2 separate regions of the Sus scrofa genome follow, and region 2 is linked to region 1. Evidence: chromatin contacts called from public HiChIP or PLAC-seq data. All regions are on one chromosome and are shown on one strand. Each heading gives the region's core, a stretch centred on a gene start, on an enhancer-like site or on the middle of the called end of the contact. The rest is flanking DNA. Distances are from core to core; before and after follow the strand shown.

Region 1 (5,107 bases), core at 1,110-3,609:
GTTCCTTTCTCCATCTCCTTGGGAGCCTTCGATTCCAACCTTAAATTCCCTATCTCACCTTGTAGATCACAGAGCCCTCATCAGGGCAGAGGTTTGGAATTCAAAACCAGTGTTTTCGGTTGCAGGGTTCTGGTCCCCATCTGTTGAGCGCTTCCTTCAATAACCCTGGGAAGGCTGTAAATGGCCTGTGCGCTGGGGTCACTTAGAGAGGAAGGCGGATGTATTCGTAAGTGTTGCTTATTCCAAACTGGCCCTTGTAGGGTGTCAAGGGCTTTCAGAGGGAGGAAAAGGGAAAACCAGAGGCTTTCTGGGAACAAGGGGACAAAGATATTCAGGGACTATCCAAATCACTCATGTGGTCTGATTCTATGAAAAGCAGCTTCAGAGCTGTTCGGCGAGGCAGGGGGCAGCTATGAGAACAAAGGTGGTAGCCCATGTTCATGGAACCTTTACTACTTCCAGGACTGCTCAGAACCTTGTGCATATAATGTCATTTAATCCTCTAGATAATCTTTGGAATTGGGTATTATTGTCCTCCTTTTCCAGAGGAGGAAACCCAGGTACAGAGAAAGCAGGTGTGTAGCCTTCTCAAGTTTGCCCAGGGAGATTAGACAAGTGACAATGACCCAGGCAGGGTGAGACCAAAGCCAGTGCTTTTAAGTTCCATGCTGGGCTGCCTCTGAGGAGAAGCTGAGCTCCCCTCCTCAGGATATGGCATATAGGAGTGATGTCTGCCATCTAGCCTCACAGCCTGTCCCCCACACAGGAGAAGGTCCTTCTAGCACCTGCACTGGCGGCAGAAGGTCACAAGGTCACTCTAATCACTGTCCCAGCAGTGTTTCTACATGGAGCCCTGCAGTGCTGATCCCTGTGCAGTCACATTTGGAACTACCCTTCCTCCACCCAGCTCCCTGGGCCCAAGCCCACGTCCACCTGGTTTATATTTGTGTCTCAGTCTGTACCCTCACACTCCTGGTCTTTACTTCCTCCTTGTCACTGCCCCATGTGGCCTGGGCAGTGTGTTGCAGAGTAGAAGCCCCAAGTAAGCCAGCCTGACCAAGGATTAAGCCACATTTCTCCAAGGGTGGCTGCTAGATGACCAGCACTGGAATACTCTAGGTTGCTTCAAGAATGCAGATTCCAAGGCTCTGCCAGAAATCTCAATAAGATTCCCAGCAATGGGGCTGGAAATTTTTTTTTTTTTTTTGGTCCTGCACCCGTAGCATGCAGAAGGAAGTTCCTGGGCCAGGGAATCTGCGCCACAGTAGCGACGCGAGCCACTGCAATCACAATGCTGTATCCTCGACCGGCTGAATCACCAGGGAACTCTGAAATCTGCATTTTTAACAAGCTCACCAATGGATTCTAAGGCTCCCAAAGTTTGAGGCCCACAGTTTAGGCTTTCTGTAATTAGGATGTATTGATCATGAGCAGAACATGGCCATAGAGAGAGCAGGCAGTGTCAGGCTGGACTCTGCCTCACGTCCATCAGAGGCTGCGGAGCCGGTGGGCCCTGTGCAAAGAGCTCCGAGTTCATCTGGGTATAGGCACGGGGGTTTTCAAGTGCAGAAGCTGGGGTGAGAGGGAGTGAGGAGCGGTGAAGGAAGGTGGAGGAGGCTGCACGATATCTCTGCCAGTGCATTTGCATGTCCCGGAGAGGCGAAGGCCTGGCCAAAACCGCCCAGCAAAGGTTCCAAGCAGAATGGCTCCAGAACCCCATTTTAAAAGGCATTCCTGAGTGCCTGGCCATTTCCTTTTGGATGATCCCAGAAAGCAGGATGGAAAGGAAATCAGGCCCCAGGGCTCTGAGAAGGGAAGTCAGGCAGCCTTGGAAGTGGCGAGAGCAGGGGGAGGCCCAGGTAGGCCACCTGGGGCAGAGGCTGCGCCCCTTCCAAGGTCACTTTCAAAGGCACAGGAGGGAGGCAGCTCCCAAGAAACCCCCGAGTCCTCAGTTCATTAATGAAAGATATCTTGGGCAGGCCACAGGGTCCAGAACGTGAGATTAAGCCTTTAGTTTGGAGTTTGAGAAAATGAAAAAAAAAAAAATCCTTTATAAAACTGGAAAAGGAAGAGTTTTTCCTCAACTCACCAACAACTCCAAAACGACCGAACACAAAGTGCTTTAAACTTGGCATGTAGGAGGACCTCCGTGAAAATAATTTCTCAGCTCATTTGGAGGGAAAATGGTGCTATTTTGGGGACCACCTATAACAGCTGGGCATGCTCTGTGCAAGTCACTCAAGTGAAAATGTGACTGTTAGTCAAAAAAGTGGGACAAGGAGGAGCTAGAGAAGGGAGATGGCGTGAGTGTGGGGAAGCTCCGGTGCACAGAGGCCAGCTGCTTCTTCCAGAAATAGTTGTGCCCATCTCTGCGTCCAGGTTTTCTCAGAGGAGTAGGAGGGAACGCAACAGGGCCAGCAGGGTGGCTGCTCTGTGGCACTGGGGCCACCCCACTGGACAGACAGCGCCTCTGTCCATCCCACATGCCCGAGTCCTTCTCAGAGTCCAGCCTGGACCAACACAGCCCTTTCCCACCATCTCTTCAGTGGGAAAACCACAGGGAACAGCTTAGCTTCAGTCTTCTTCTCCAGATCAAAAAAATGAGGGCATTGCTCAGAACGGTCCCTATGATTTGTATTTATATAGTGCCATAGATAAATAGTCATATATATTTACTTACATTGTGTCATAAAGCACATATACCTATCATTTGTATTTTTATAATGCCATACATACGTATGACACTATAGAATACAAATAGACAGTATTCATATAAATTATAAATACCTATTATAGGTATTTATATGTGTACGTATGTCAATATAATATGCATATATATGTGTGTAGATATTTATGTGTATATATAAACACCATATATAAAGACAAATCACATATACAGATATGTATGTACACACACACACAGGGCCTGAGTTACCTAAGGCTTTCCAAAAAAAACCATGGGCAATAAACCTTTGATTCCTATTGTGGGTTCAATTGTGTCCCCCAAACGCTACAGTGCAGTCTTAACCTGTGACTATAAGCCTTCTTTGCAAATAGGGTCTTTGCCGATGTACCTATGTTAGGATGAGCTCCTACTAGGGCAGGGTGGACCCTTATTCCAACATGACTGGTGTCCTTATAAGAAGGGTAGTGACATAGAGACTGACATACACAGGGAAGAGGCCATGTGGAGATGGAGGCAGACTTTGGAGTGATGCATCTACAAACCAAGGAACTATAAGGACATTCAGCAACCACCTAAAGCTAGGAAAGCAAAGGAGTCTCCTCTCCTAGAGCCTTCAGGCACCCCAGTCTCAGCTTCTAGCCTCCAGAACCATGAGAGAATCCATTTCCATCATTTTAAGCCACCCAGTTAAGCACCAGTGTGTGGTACTTGCTGAGGGAGGCCCTGGGAAGCTAACAGGATGCCCACTGCAGAATGGAAGGGAAGCAAAGCCTTTGTATTCAATAGGTTTTGCATCTGCAGAGCCTGCAGTTCTCAGAACTCCATCCCTGGCTCTCTCTCTCTCTCTCTCTCTCTCTCTCTCTCAGGGGAAGGGGTAGGATGGAGATATTTAACCGTTTCCAACCAAACCCAACATCTGACAGGTTATGAAGGCACTCACAGCCGGCCCCCACCCCCGTCCCCCCATCCCCACCCCACACCCCTCCATGGTGTCGGCTGATGGCAAAGTGCACGTGGCCACCATCCTAAGCCCAAGCTTGGTCATCTGGAAACAGGGAAATGAGAGAGGACAACACTCCACAGCCTTTCTCTCCTTGCCCCACTCCCTCCCGGCACCAGGACAGCTTTTTTGAGAGCTTTGAGCTCTCAAGGGCTGGTGGAGATTTATGGTTAGTATGCCTCTAGATCAGAGCTCCTGCTGTTAGAGAGTGTTCTCTTTTCACTTTAATGATATACAGGAATTCTTCCCCCCCCAACCCCAAAACAGCCACACATCTTTTTAAAATTTGCACCTTTTTTTTTTTTTTTTTTCAGACTGGTTTCCTATGGTGAAGGAGAGGCTAGGAAATGCCCAATAAATCATCTGTCTGTCCTCACTCAATTGAGAGGCAGGAAATGCTGAGAACAGTCCCCTTGCCTTTGCCACTTTGCCTATAATAAGAGCTATCAGGACCCTTTGCAGGGCATCCCCTCTGACAGGAGGAGTCATTCTTCAAGCCCACGGGACTTGTTTCTAGGGACCAGAACCAAAGGCGGCAGGCAGGTTTGGGAGGCTGACTGCCTCCGCTACCAGCCCCTTCCACCAGTAACCTGGCCCTGGGCTGGTCCTGGGAAGTCCATTCAATCAGCCGTGGTTTAAGGGGCTCCATGTACATGTCATGGTATTTGTCTGTGCAGGACCAAAGGACTTGTAATCCCTGGTCCTTGTTTACAGTATAGATGGTGCAACAGCTAAGTCAAGATGCTGACCCCCCATACAAGGGGGTTTATGGGAAACATCCAAGGATGGGGGGGTGGGGGGGACTGAGGATGCTAGCAGGGTCCCCCAGCAAAGGCTTCTTGGAAGAGATGAAGAAGGCTCTGGGAGGAGGTTGGAAGACCAGGTAGGGTTTAGGAGCTTGGGTAGAGGCAGGGGTGCTGCTCTGAAGATGCTGGAGCGCCTGAGAATGGCCTGGAAGGGGAGGCAGGAAGGCACAGGGGCTCCTCCTCGGGAAGTGGTGAGGAAGCTGGGGTGTGTGAAGAGGTCAGGTGGGGACAGGAAACAAGCCGGAAGGTGAGCAGAGGGGGCTGGGGGCTTCTCAAGAGCCTGGCTGAGGATGGCAGGTGATGGGGGGGACAGACTGAACTTGTGCCTGGAACCTACGTAAACCGGTTGCCTCTCCTTGTCCTTTTTTTTTTTTTTTTTTTTTTTTTTTTTTAAGGGCTGCTCCTGCGGCATATGGAGGTTCCCAGGCTAGAGGTCTAATCGGAGCTGTAGCTGCCAGCCTATACCACAGTCACAGCAACGCTGGATCCGAGCTGCTTCTGCGACCAACACCACAGCTCACGGCAATGCTGGATCCTTAGCCCACTGGGCAAGGCCAGGGATTGAACCTGCATCCTGATGGATACTAGTTGGTTCTTAATCCACTGAGCCACAAC
Region 2 (5,842 bases), core at 239-2,738, 87 kb before region 1:
TTCAGAATAGATGCAAACAGGCCAAGCCAACCAGGGAAGTCCTTAAAGTCCTTGGATGGTTTCTGGTATCTTCTGGTTACCGCTTAATCCGAAGATACCGGAAAGTCTTCAAATAGCTAATCTCCCATCAGCCAAGCTTGATGGTGAAATTAGGCTCCACCAGGGGTAGTGACCTTCTATTCTTCCAGGCCAACAGGCCAAAGGAGACTCTCAGAGGCCCTGTGGGTCAGGCTACCACCTCCAGGGAGCCCTGTGTCAAAGCACCTTGAGGCAGGAGGAGTCCCAGATAATTTCAAAGACTGTCCTGAGTGGTGCGATTACATTTTTCTTCCGTAGAAGAGCTCAGGATCAGACTTATTTTATTTTCATTTCAGTGTCAGATTAAAAGACAGTTGGTGGGAGTTCCTGCTGTGGCTCGGGGAGTTATGACCCCAACTAGGATCCATGAGGATGAAGGTTCAATCTCTAGCCTTGTTCCATGGGTTAAGGATCTGGTGTAGTCATGAGCTACGGTATAGGTCTCAGACGTGGCTTGGATCCCACTTTGCTGTGTCTGTGATGTAGGCTGGCAACTGCAGCTCTGATTTGATCCCAAAGCTGGGAACTTCCATATACTATAGGTGTAGCCCTAAAAAGCGGAAAAAAAAAAAAAAAAAAGACAATTGGTCCCTTTGCTGAAGAGCTGAAGATGCTTCTCACAGCCAGTTTGCCCACATGCCTATCTGAGGAAATCTGCCCTAAACAGCCATGTTCTACACACATGACTCATCTCCCCTCCTCACATGATTGGAACAGGGTTGGGGGTCCACTTATGGGGGACCCACCAATGATGACCAACGACTGGGGTGGCCTGGCTCAAAAAGATGGGCTGGGATAAATAAATCCTTTCAGGGGCATCTAAACTGGGAAGAGGAAAAATTGGGCCAATGGACAATGGTCACGGGTGTTGAAAGTGTAGCTATGGAGTGGGGGCCAAGATGTCTGGCTGGAAGCTGACCTTCCTGCCGTGAAGTGGAAAGTGGGAGTAAGAAGAGGAGAGCAGAGGTTTGGGGAATATGCAGAACATGAAGTTGCTAAGAGAGCATTGGCCGAGCTCCCCACAGCCTTCTGTCCCCGGGAGTCCTGGTTACACTTGTGTTTCTGGCTGTGGATTTCTGGGATCTAGTTAGAATAGGTCTCTTCTTTGCACCCAAAAGTACTTCATCTGAGACTGTCACAATCTCTTTCAAACATTTGCTCAAATGCCAGGAGCTTGAGGCTCGATCCATCTTAAATGCCCTTCTCTAACCTGAGGAATTCCATGTCTGTGAGTTTTCCTCAGAGGATCCATTTTCCAAGGCTTTAGTCCTTATGTTGTTTTTCTCTGATTCCTTCTAAAGATTTCCAAATTCTTCAGGTCCCATTGCTTTGACTGGTGCCAGGGTTGCCCCTGGGGATGGCCAGGACCGGCCTGAGTGCACCCTGCGCTCCTGGTCATCCACCTAGGACTGACTCTGCTTGATTTCCTAACGTCAGAGCTGCCTGGCTGAGTGATGTGCAGATCTGATTACCCACCATCCCCAAGCTGCCAGCAACATCACTGTCACAAAATGTCAGTGCGAGAAGCGGCTTGGCAGCTCTCTAGCCTAACCCTGCCATGTTAGTAATGAGGAAACTGAGTCCCAAAGAGGCTGCGTAACTTGCATAAGGTCAGGCAGAATTGCATAACCTGCTTTTCTCTGTGTGTGTGAGTGTGTGTGTGCCTTTGCCAAAAGTGAGTTTAATCCCACCAGTTTAAAAAATTCTTCATGCTCAAGCTCCAGAGGGCATTATTTGTTATCCTTGGTGACAGATAGAAATGAGGGTGCAGAATTTTCACAAGACTCTGTGAGTGCCCATGGTAGAAGGAACCCCCAAATATCCCACTAATACTCTTCTTTTATAGGAATGGTCTCCGAAATAGGGTATGTGCAAGCTGATTTTTTGGAGTAAGGGGAAGAGACCAGAATGTTTATTTTTGAAAATTTTAATTTATTGTATTTTACAATGTATATTGTATATATACTATGCAAAGTACAGTGCAAAACACCACAAATATATGTATTTATATATATATGTGTGTGTGTGTATATTTGTATATATTTGGGGGGTCCCCAATATTTTTTATTAATAGGCATGTGCAATCAAGACTTTAACACAGAGTTCAAGTTCAGAGTTGCTGTTCACAAAAGTACCTTATGATATAATGTGGTGGGGATCGTATGTATTCACCTTAGTTCTGCCTTATGTAATTCTAAAGGCTAACAAACGGTACTTGCACTTCAAATGGAAAACTATAAAAATAAAAATGGCACAAGAACCTTAATCAGTTCTACAAAGTACATTAAATAAAATTAATCAATCATTCTTGCTTTTTCTTTTTTTAAAAAAATCTCTTAGTGTGAACATGCTTCTTTTTTCAATTTTTTTTTTTCCTCTTAGTGCCACACCTGTGGCACATGGACGTTCCCAGGCTAGAGGTCAAATCAGAGCTGCAGCTGCTGGCCTACGCCGCAACCACAGAAACCCGGGACCTGAGCTGCATCTGCAAACTACGCCGAAGCTTGTGGCAACGCAGCATCAAATCCACATCCTCACGGATACTAGTCAGGTTCTTAACCTGCTGAGCCACAGCAGGAACTCTGCAAATGCTTCTTATCTTAAATCAAAAGCCAAAGCTATTCTTTTTTTATTATTATGTATTCAGCGCCTTATTTTTTCAATTTAATTTAATTTTTATTTTACATTAGTGTATATTTGATTTGTGTTACTTTCAGGTGTACAGCAAAGTGATTCAGTTATACATATATCCCAAGGCTATTATTCTTAATGGCAAAACATTAGCAGTAGTCTCATTTAAAGTGGAAATAAAATAAGGATGTCAGCTATTACTCTTACTATATAGGTTTAATACATCACAATCATTTTGAAGTTTTTTCCAATGCAATAAGACAGGATAACAGCAATAAGAGGTAAAAGTCTTGGAAAGGAGATGAAGAAAATTAAGATTCAGTAAAACTAAGGAATGTAAAACACATAAATAAAAACCAACCAGTGAAGCAAATTATGTCAATTTCCTCCAGTGATTTGAGAATAAGTTAAAGTTCCTTTGTCTTTAGAATTTTAATGCTGGAAGAAATTTTTTTTTTTTTTTTTTTTTTTTTTTTGCCATTTCTTGGGCCACTTCCGAGGCATGTGGAGGTTCCTAGGCTAGGGGTCGAGTCGGAGCTATAGACACTGGCCTATGCCAGAGCCACAGCAACGCGGGATCCGAGCCGCGTCTGCGACCTACACCACAGCTCATGGCAACGCCAGATCCTTAACCCACTGAGCAAGGCCAGGGATCAAACCCACAACCTCATGGTTCCTAGTCAGATTCGTTAACCACTGAGCCATGACAGGAACTCCCTGGAAGAAATCTTAAGTATGTCCCTGACCTGCAGAAGGTGCTCAGCAAATATTTGACTACATGAATGATTAAATGACATGAGGTCCCTTTTTTTAAAAAGTGGGTCTTTCTTTAAGAATAAGACTAAGAGGTACCACAAATCATTGAGAAGGGGAGGATTTTATTCAGCAAATAAAGCCGAAACAAATTAGAAATTTGAGAGAAAAATTAAGTTAGAAACCCACTGCATATAATTTCCAAATAAACTCCAAATGGTTTAAAGAGTTAAATGTAAAAAACCAAAACCAAACAACCTCCCCCCAACACACACACACACACACACACACACACACACACAGTAAAAAGAAGCCATAGAGATTTCTAGAAAAAAATGCGAGTGAATAGATATATCTAATCTCTAGCTGAGAAGGGACTCGAGACTCAAAGCAGGTGGAAGGATCTTGAGAAAGCTAGAGATTTGACTACATGAAATGTTTAAATGCCTTTACTTTGAAAATTATAGAAGCTGAATTAAAAGCCTAACAACAAGCTGGGAGAAATATTTGCAGCAAAATGTGGGAGACACAGTTGTTATCCTTTAAGAGTTCATGCAGTTTGACAAGAAAAACAAAAAGATAAATGAGCAAAGGCAGGAACACATAGTTTATATAAAAGGAAGTGCAAAAGGCCAGCCTTGGAAAGGAAGGGCCCCCTTCATTGATAATCAAAGCTTTGTGAATGATCATTTTCTTCCTATCAAAGAAGCAGAGTTTTGCTTACTTTTAAATGAAGCGACTCAAAGCTGCCAGTTTTGCGAGGAAACAGGCATTTTCATTTACTGCTGGGGGAGAGAAAACTGGCACCATTTTACTGCACAGATCTTTGGCCATATAAAACCGGAATCTTGAAAATGTTCATCAATTTTGATCCATTAATTCCATTCCTGCGAATTCTACCTATGATATGGTTGCTATAGTTAGCAAATAAAATATAGAATACCCAGTTAAATGTGAATTTCAGGTATATAGGAAATACTTTTTAAGAATAAGTTTGTCCCTGGCAATATTTTGGGCACTTGATACAAAGAAATTATTCATCATTTATCTGAAATTTGAATTTAAATAGGAATCCTGTATTTTATTTGTCGATCCTTGTTTATGGAAATAACCCAAAATGCTGCAAAGATTTATGTAAAAGTGGCTGTTACAATTTTATTTACAATAGCAAAGATATTGAAAGAAAAAGAATCCTAAATTTCCAACACAGGAGAATGGGAGAGGAGTCTGTGTCTGAAGTTTTCAGTGACAATACTGGCAATAGAAGGTAAACCGAAAAAACAAGCAGGTGCTTCACACCTCCTAGGATAGCTACCATCAAAAAACAAAACGAGGAGTTCCCACTGTGGTGCAGTGGGTTAAGGATTTGGTGTTGCTGCAGCTGTAGCGTACTTTGCAGCTGTGGCTCGGATTCTATCCCTGATCCAGGAACTTCCCCATGCCATGGGTACAGCCAACAAACAAACAAAACAAAATAAAACAAAATAGAAAATAATCAGTGACAGGGAGGATGTGTAGAAGAAAGGGGACCCCCTGTACACGGTTGGTAGGAATGTGAAACAGTATAGCTTAATGTGGAAACCAGTAGGATGGTGCCTCAAAAAACTAAAAATAGACCTGACATATGATCCAGTAATTCCACCCTGGGTACACTCCCCAAAGGATTGAAAGCAGGGTCCCGAAGAGATTATTTATATGCTTGTGTTTGTAGCAGCATAAGTCATGATACCTAAAACGTGGAACTCATTTGTCCATTGAGGATGAATGGATAAGGAAAATGTGGTACATACCTGCCATGGAATATTATTCAACCTTAAAGAGGAGAGAAATTCTGATACCTGCTACCACCTGAATGCAACTTGAGGACATTCTCAGTGAAATAAGTCAGCCACGAAAAGACAACTACGCTGTGATATTCCTCATATAAGGCACAGAGAGCAGTCAAAATCACAGAGACAGAAAGTATCACGGTGGCGGCCAGGGGCTGGAGGGAGGGGAGGATGGGGAGTTACTGTTTAGTGGGTACAGAGTTTCAGTTTTGCAAGATGGAGAGTTCAGGAGATGGATGTGGTGACAGTTGCACAACAGCGAGAAGGTACTTAAGACCCCTGAACTGTCCACTTAAACTTGGTTTCGGTGGTACGTTTTCTGTGTATTTTACCCCAATAAAAAAACTGAAAACGAGTGAGGTCAAGGCTAGGCTATCAAGTACATAAAGCAATAAGCACAGGAGAGTAACACCAAATGCCAACAGGCCCCCCCCGCCCCCCCCTGAGCACTGATGTTATTTTTCTTCTCTTCCCTGTATAGTTTTGTTTTTTTCTCAAGTCCCCAGCATGAGCACCGAAAACCTGGGGTGGGGGCGGGAGGGTTATGGCTA

Evidence for each region. HiChIP or PLAC-seq counts read pairs in DNA pulled down with a chosen protein or histone mark.
Region 2: a contact with region 1 is called in an H3K27ac HiChIP or PLAC-seq map of skeletal muscle. The contact joins two enhancer-like sites. A contact is called at or near these places in 5 of 47 Hi-C or Micro-C datasets (embryonic fibroblasts, epiblast stem cells, heart right ventricle and 1 more) and 1 of 2 datasets of contacts at active chromatin or transcription factors (skeletal muscle).

What each region holds. Positions count from the first base shown.
Region 1 is chr7:92,253,428-92,258,534 of Sscrofa11.1, reverse strand. All of the region lies in intron 11 of RAD51B (DNA repair protein RAD51 homolog 2), which reads right to left. Among named protein-coding and RNA genes, the nearest start is that of ZFP36L1, 240 kb to the left of the region's middle. Within about 2 kb of position 2,359, at least 2 of the 83 cell types and tissues checked have an H3K27ac peak or open chromatin away from gene starts, as enhancers often do. A contact at or near this core is called in skeletal muscle, where this site is marked.
Region 2 is chr7:92,338,852-92,344,693 of Sscrofa11.1, reverse strand. No RefSeq gene overlaps it. Among named protein-coding and RNA genes, the nearest start is that of ZFP36L1, 150 kb to the left of the region's middle. Within about 2 kb of position 1,488, at least 3 of the 83 cell types and tissues checked have an H3K27ac peak or open chromatin away from gene starts, as enhancers often do. A contact at or near this core is called in skeletal muscle, where this site is marked.